2 separate regions of the Triticum aestivum genome follow, and region 1 is linked to region 2. A link is a contact called in public Hi-C data. All regions are on one chromosome and are shown on one strand. Each heading gives the region's core, a stretch centred on a gene start, on an enhancer-like site or on the middle of the called end of the contact. The rest is flanking DNA. Distances are from core to core; before and after follow the strand shown.

Region 1 (3,636 bases), core at 93-2,592, 610 kb before region 2:
GCATTATTCAAAACTAGTGCCACTCTTATAGAAATGGTCTCATACATCAGCTCTAACAAGTTAGCAAACGATATGAGTGCTTGTTCCATACTTTTAAGAAGTTAAGGAACAATAACGAAAGAAGATTGCAGTCTGCAAGGGTTTGAAAGTTTGCACATGAGCTACCCTCCTAATTAAATTCACAAATTTTAAAGATCCTCAGTTACTACGGGAATCTGGGTCATGCATTTGCACTATAATTTTCCCTTACAAATGGACAAATCAACGATCTAGTAGCACATGAGTATATTTGTCAAATGTTCACCTGTGATTGAAAATGCGTTATCTAAAAGAACTGTGACCAGAAAACCGAATGAAGTAAAAATAAAATAAAATGCAAAAATGAACTGATTTATAAGGATATTCTTTGTAATGATGTTCTCTGACATAGTTTGGAACCTGGTTTGCTGCAAGGAAATCAGATTCAGTAAGAGAAAAGTAGGTGGACTCACACGCGCAGTGCACTGCAAACAAAAGAAAGCCTTACCATCTGAACTAGAAGATTTTGCACCTGCAAGCAGTAGGCAAAGGCAAAAGATGAGCGAGAATTACGCCTCAAATTTACAATCTATATAAACTCAAAAGGAAGATAAAATACATACAAAAGCAGTCATATCAGCTGTGCTCTGGGCCGAGCCATCCGAATCCTGTTCCGCCTGCAATTGACAAAGCACATATTGAATGAGCAAACTCGCTAAAACCCTGTTTGAGCCTATAGCCATGAAATGGACCAGAGGAATACTGCCGCATGCATCAAAATTTAGAGGCGTTCGATCTAGGGATTATAACTGTCCTGCATGTCGCCGTGCAAATTTGAACCTTATTCAACGAGATAACTACGGCGGGCCGTTTCACCTGTTGACCCAAAGTTACCTATTTTTCCCAAACGGAGGCTATACGCCTATACCCAAGGAAGCGGAAGCTAAGGCCAGCAAAATTGCAAGCGCTAGAGAAATCATGCAGTTCGAAGCAGGGAAATTCCCGGAAGAACCGGTGGAGATGACAGACACCAGTCTCTTCTTCGGGCGATCCACAGGAACCCGACCCGGCTCGCCGCTAAATCCTCAAACGGCGCTCGTGGGCTCGAGGGTCGTGGGTGAGAGGGGAAGAAGGGGGAGTCGCTGACCTTGATGGGGATGCCGCCGGAGTTGGAAGACGCCATGGTCGACGGCGGCAGGAAGCGCCGGAACAGATCCACTCGTCGTCAGTCGGGGTTGGGGATTTGGGGATTCTCGGTAAGAATGAATGAATGTGGGGATTGCGGCGAAGAGCGAGGTAGTGGACCTGCTCGGTTGATCGAGAAGGCTTCGGCTCGCGGCCGGCCTGCAAAGGTTGGGTGAGGCTTAATTAGGTCGTTTCGGGCTTAGCTCTGGCTTCAGCCCACGGCCCACCTGCGAGGTATTCAAACGGGTTACAATCGGCCAATACAAAAGATCGGAGATGAAGACCAGCCCATGTTGCAACCAACAAAGGGGTTACAATCGGCCAATACAAGATCGGCCCACGTTGCAACCAATAATGGTGTTGCGGTCTCTGTGAACATAATTAGTCAGACAGTGTACTACAGTCTGTGCGAGCATAATTAGTCACCCTATTTTGATGGATATTCCTATTTGACGCTGGCGAGCGTCAGAACAACGTGACTTTGCTGAAGCTCGGCCTCCCGACGCCTCAGTTTGGGCTGGCCCAAGGTCACCCTGTTGTTTCTTCTCTTTTTTGTTTATGTTTCTATTTCTTTCTTCTTTTCCTTTTTTCTGTTTATGTTTCTCTTTCTTTTCTATTTTTCTTTTTTGTTTTCTTTTTGTGCATTATACAAGTTTCATTCCTGTTTTATCAACAAAAATGTTTATTTAAGGAAATGTTCATCCTATATTAAGAAAATGTTCAACATATTTCAAAAATGTTAAAAATTGTTCCGCATGTATCACATAAATGTTCAATGTGTATTTAAATATTTGTTCAGTGTATGTCCCAAATTTTTTAAATGTGCATTAAATATTTGTTCAACGTATATTGCAAAAATGTTTCGTGTTTATGTAAAAAAAATTAATGTATCTTACAAAAATCTTCAGTGCATATTTTTGAAAGTGTTCATCATTTGGCATTTTAGAATTTTTGTTCATGTTTTCAATAATTATTCATGTTTTAAAAGTTTGTTCACGATTTTAAAACATTATTCTAACTTTTTAAAGAAAAAATTTCACATTTTTTTCAAAGAAATGTTGATTTTTCTTGTTTTTAAAAACGGGTCTACCATTGTACATAGTATTTTAAATGTAGCGTTGCAATTTGGCCATACTCGATGGCTAGCAACGCTGCTATCTAGCGTGAGATCATGAGTTCGGCTCCGTTGCCTGTAGTTTTATTTTTTCTGTCATTTTCCATCTGACGTGTGGGAATGGGCCGGCCCGTTTTGGGCGATGCTTAAGTGAAAGCTCACCTATTGGATGCATGCGGGCATCCGATAAGAGCCCTCTATTTTGATCTCTTCCTAGCTTCATAGGTTTAAACTCCCTAACAGCTAAAAAGTTCGTAGTATCATTAACTAAACTACCAAATTGTGATTTGACGAGCGGAGTGTCTGACAAAGAGACAAAGCTACCATAGAATCAGATTGAACCATAATCGGCATACTAGACCATTGGGATGAATCCGCTGTCCAGAAAATTATGCACAATCACGCGAGGGCAAAGTTGACGTTGAAACCCCGAGCTTCATGGACGAAGTTTCCCATGATCTCGGTTGAGATCGAAGTTGATGTTGATGAAGACGCCCATCGATCCGCGATGTGATCAACTAGCATGACCTGTATGGGCCACCACTGACGGAGCCAAATCCGGCCGATCTCAAGGTAGGGATCCTAAGCTAGATGTCTTGGAACGAGGATATCAAAGACATGGAGATTTTATCCAGGTTTGGGCTCCCTCGAAGAGATAATATCATACATCATGCTTGTGTTGATTGTATTGGGGTATAGTACAGAGTACATGTGTCTACCACGAGATTGTGGTGTAAGATTCTAATGATCCATGGACTAGCCTAGCTTCAGTTTATGTAATGTGCCGGAGGCCTAGGATAACAGGAGTCTACTCGTCTACGTCAGCGGAGAGGAGTTCTTGTCTTGTATGCCAAGTCTTGTGGATCTTTTTTGTATGCATCATGGGCTGCCCGAATGGCCCAGGACGGAACCAACAAAGGGGGTCCTCGGCCCGGCCCACCTAGCCAGAGTCGACATGGTAAGTACCCCCTGGTCTAGGACACCGTCACCTTGGCTCTTGTGCGGACATTGGTCTCATCGATCTCTGAGCTTCTTCTTTTATATGTCAAAGTAGGCCTTCATTTGCTCCTATTTCTCTTGGCGCTTTCTCTCTTCCCACTCTTCTTTCTGGGTCATGAACCCCTTCAAAGTTTCTTGCCAGGCGATTGCAAAGCATCATGTTTTTCGTCCACCTTGGAATTGGTTTCCCCCCTTAGCCTCTTCTTAGTGACACTTGGGTCGGCCGCCGATGAAGGCCCCCACCTATTTTTTGGGTGGCATATCGTTCCTTGAACTTGGGCAATCCTTGATCTTCCTTCAACAATGACTCAACGTGAATG
Region 2 (3,969 bases), core at 797-3,296:
GTTGCATGTGTGGATCGGCGAGAAAGACATGAGACGACAGCGGCGAGGCCAGCGACAGACGGCCAGGGCGGCGAGCTATTGTCGGCGTGGGGTGGGTGCAGCCACGGCCCCATGCGTGCCTGGTGGTTGGATTTGAGACATGGAGGGGAGGAAGACGACCCGCTGTCGCGTGATCTAAGATGGGGGCGAGAAAACGACCTGCTATGACGGGATGACGGGATCAGACGGTTGGAAATAGGAGACCGGACGGTGCACGGTCCACCAGTACAAAGCTCCAAACAAACATCGACATCAATTATGAGTTTCATACTAAGCCTGGACGACTAGCCCGCATCAACCACATAGCAACGATTATATTTACTCACCATTATTGGCATGGGTCTCACTGACCTCCTGAACCATCTGCGCCAAGTTTTCAAACGAGGACCCACCTATGTCCATGGTCTTTCTAGAAGACACGGAGAGCTCACCAGCTCTAGCAGCGGCGCGTTTCCCTTCCTCTCCCAAGATCAGTTCCCTTGCCAACACCTGCACGTCTCCACTCATAACCAACCCGCTACCTGCCTTGTTGGCGTCTTCCTTCGGCCGAACTCGGAGCCCCACATGGATCACGTCCACGACGAATTTGGCATTGAGCTTCTGCTCGGCCGCCATTGGGAACGCCAGTATTGGCACGCCCATGGTGATGCTCTCCAGCACAGAGTTCCATCCGCAGTGGGTGAAAAATCCTTTCACTGATTTGTGACCCAGCACTCCGAGCTGGTTGATGAAACCTTCGACAACCTTGCCCCTGTCTCCGAACCTGTCATTGAACCGGTCATCTGGATTGAGCCATTTGGACCGGACCACCCATAGGAAGTCCACACCGGAGTTGTCCAACCCGACGGCGATCTCTTCCAGCTGTGCCCGGCTCAGCTCGGCCTGCGAGCCGAACGCGACATAGAGGACCGGCCGGTCCATGGCGAGCCTCGAGTCGAGCCACTCTGAGATCTCACGGTCGTCCTTGGTCTGGACCGCCGGTTCGGAGGCCGCGAGACAGAGCGGTCCGATCGGCCACATCTTGATGTCGAACTCCCGGTTCCACAGGTCGATGTAGATCGACTCCAGCTCGTGGAAGGAATTGACGATGATGCCCCGGCTGGAGTACATGCTGATGCGGTTCTTGCAAATTAAGTCCCAGTGCGGGCCGGAAGGCTCCGGGTCGTCGAACGGCGGGTTGAGGTCGGCCTTCGTGAGGCGGAGGTCCGGCACACCGTGGACCGGGAACGGCTCGGACGGCGAGCTCACGCGTGCGTTCGGCCTGTGTGCCGTGACTGCCCGGTTGACGTACGTGGCGAAGCCGCCGAAGCCGAGGGTGACAAGCCGCGGCATGCCGAGCTCGTCGGCGATGTCCTTGGCCCACCGGAGGAATCCGTCGTGGACGAGCAGGTCCGGCCTGGGCTCGATCTTGGCGAGCGCGTCCGCGAACGCCGGCTGGAGCGCCGCCACCGCGGTGACGAAGTCGACAAGACTGGTCGACGATGGGAGCTCGTCCGTGCTCTGCGGGGCGTCCTGCTCGGAGGGGAACGGAAGCTCGACGACCGCGGCGCCGGCGCCGGCACCAGCGAGGCCAGCGCGGATGAAGGGCGCGTTGCGCGGGGTGGTGAAGAAGGTGACGGCCGAGGCGAGGCGGCGGCCAAGAAGGAGATGCGCGAGGTGGAGGAGCGGCATGGCGTGGCCTTTCGCCATGAAGGGGAGCATGGCCACGTGACGGAGCGGCGGTGAAGCAGCCATGGATAGTGAAGTTATTGGTGTGTAGCTGTGTGTGTGCGCGTGTCTGTCTCTTGTATGGGTAGTGCAGCTGTTGGCGAAAAGCTCCTTTTTTTGAGAGAGAGAACGCCGGCTTTATAGATCAATGAACAACATTACACAGAGTTTGCCGGATGCAATCCGGAACAGAATGGAACACACAAAGACTAGAAGAGTTCATACAAGATTTAGCTAGCACATGAGCAGGAACATTTAAATGCCGACGAACATGTTTGAAGGACACTGAAGAGAAACCTTCAGACAAAGACTTGATATCAGCCACCACCACTCCAATTGAAGAACGGTCCCTCATAGGCGAAAAGCTCCTTTGGCGCACGGCATCCGGTGGTATGCTTATCGGCGTCACTCGTTTGCATGTGGATCATTCAGCATTTATTGAACAATGTATAAGAACGCTGCGTCTGTTTTTCACCAGGCAGTATTCGTCGCGTAATGCACCAACTTGGGTCCTGGATTCCTCGAGTAGGCGAAGCAGATGTCCCCCAAGCCAGCACCACGATAGGTCACAATCTGGAACTGGTTGCTTCTTGTACCATTTTTAGGCACAGGTCACGGCATGCAAATGTTTGCCTGAACGCTCGGTCACACATTTATCCGGTGGAGCAAATAAGTTTGCTGCACCTAATCAAGGTGTTAGACAATCACCCAAGGATAATCATGTTTGGCAACTTTACCTAACCAAGTTGATGTTAGAACTAATCACTGGACGGCGTGCAGGTTATAAGAGCACCCCCACTACAACAGTTTAGTTGTTAGAAAATCATCATATGGATAATCATGTAGTCACTGTACCTAATCAAGTTCGTGCAAGAACTAATGACCGGACGGTGTGCATTTTTATAAGGCTGGTCATACTGGGGAGTATCATATACTAGTATCATGTACTCCCTCCGTAAACTAATATAAGAGCGTTTAGATCACTACTACATCCATAGTGCATAATAACATAGATTAGTATCATAGGTGGTCTCATCTATTGCCATGCATGACACATAGTAGCATAACATTAATTATGTTACGGTATCTACCTATGTTACTATAATCATCTCTCTCTTCTTTAATTGACTGCCACATAAGCATGTTTGTGAGTCCCAAGTGCATGTTACTACTTATGTTACCCCCACTATGGCCAGCCTAAGAGCCCCCCATTACATGCATGCAGCGATAATCGCCTTTATTGCAAGCATGCACTTTTGCCTAGTTCCTCGCGTCCGAGATGGAACATTATTTGAGTGTGGTGGAGCCGAGGTTTGTAGAGTCGCGTGGTCCGGCTATCTTGTCGGTACCTCAAATGAGGATAGTTAGACTTGGCAGGGGGAGTGGTTTATATTCTTGATGTGTTGTTTGAGGATCCTCCACGGCAGGGACTTGCTCCCTTTTCGCTCACCTCTCCCAGGAAATGGTATGACTAGGTTTGAGGACCCAGTCCTGAGAAGGTACTTTCACCATGGCCAGGATGGCTACTCAGGTGACATGCCTTCATCGTCATGGGCTAACCCTCATCAATGTGATGGCAGTGGCTCTTGCCTGAGGAATCCAGCCACTTCAATAGCGCATCCACCCTATGTGGTAGTTCAATGGTGAAAATGACTCTACCCACGCGATAAGAGGAGGATTCCACAATCGCTAATCACTTGCAACCGTGTTCAAAGGTGAAGTGGTGGATTTCCCCGAGGAGTCGATGTTTAATGGTTTTTCTTGCCACAAACACGTACAGGCACTAAGTTTCAACAACTAACTTATATTTCCTCGGAGCAAGGTATATAACTGCCTGATTAGCTTTTTAAAGCGTCCGAACAGGGCTGGAAGCAGTGGTTGCCACGGTGAGCTCCTCAACTCCTCAGCCGGAGATCTGAGACAATGAATGCAATCGTGGTTTGGCTGAGGACCCTCACATTTGCACCATCTTCCGAGAGGGCGTCTATTATCAAGAGGGCATCGATGGCACGGAAGTTTCCATTATCTACGACCATTTCGGAACACTCCCATCTTCCATCGGCACAGGTGGCGTTGAGCGCCAGCCCTCCAGGAAGTGAACTACACCAAGTGCCGCCCTAAGCACGGGTTTCCAGCCCCTTCTATATGAAGGAAATATGCCCTAGAGGCAATAATAAAGTTGTTATTTCTATTTCCTTATATCATGATAAATGTTTATTATTC

What was found. A called contact is a pair of places that touch in the nucleus more often than the background predicts.
Region 1: a Hi-C map of leaf shows a contact between it and region 2, with 5 times the contacts expected there. The contact joins the promoter of LOC123168256 here to the promoter of LOC123170426 in region 2. A contact is called at or near these places in 2 of 5 Hi-C or Micro-C datasets (both in leaf).

What each region holds. Positions count from the first base shown.
Region 1 is chr7D:172,925,645-172,929,280 of IWGSC CS RefSeq v2.1, reverse strand. It overlaps LOC123168256 (heat shock factor-binding protein), which reads right to left and starts at 1,342. Exons shown (of 5, transcript XM_044586130.1): 1 at 1,166-1,342; 2 at 642-695; 3 at 527-550; 4 at 404-446. The coding sequence starts at 1,201.
Region 2 is chr7D:172,311,462-172,315,430 of IWGSC CS RefSeq v2.1, reverse strand. It overlaps LOC123170426 (UDP-glycosyltransferase 90A1), which reads right to left and starts at 2,046. Exons shown (of 1, transcript XM_044588291.1): 1 at 274-2,046. The coding sequence starts at 1,773. The coding sequence ends at 358.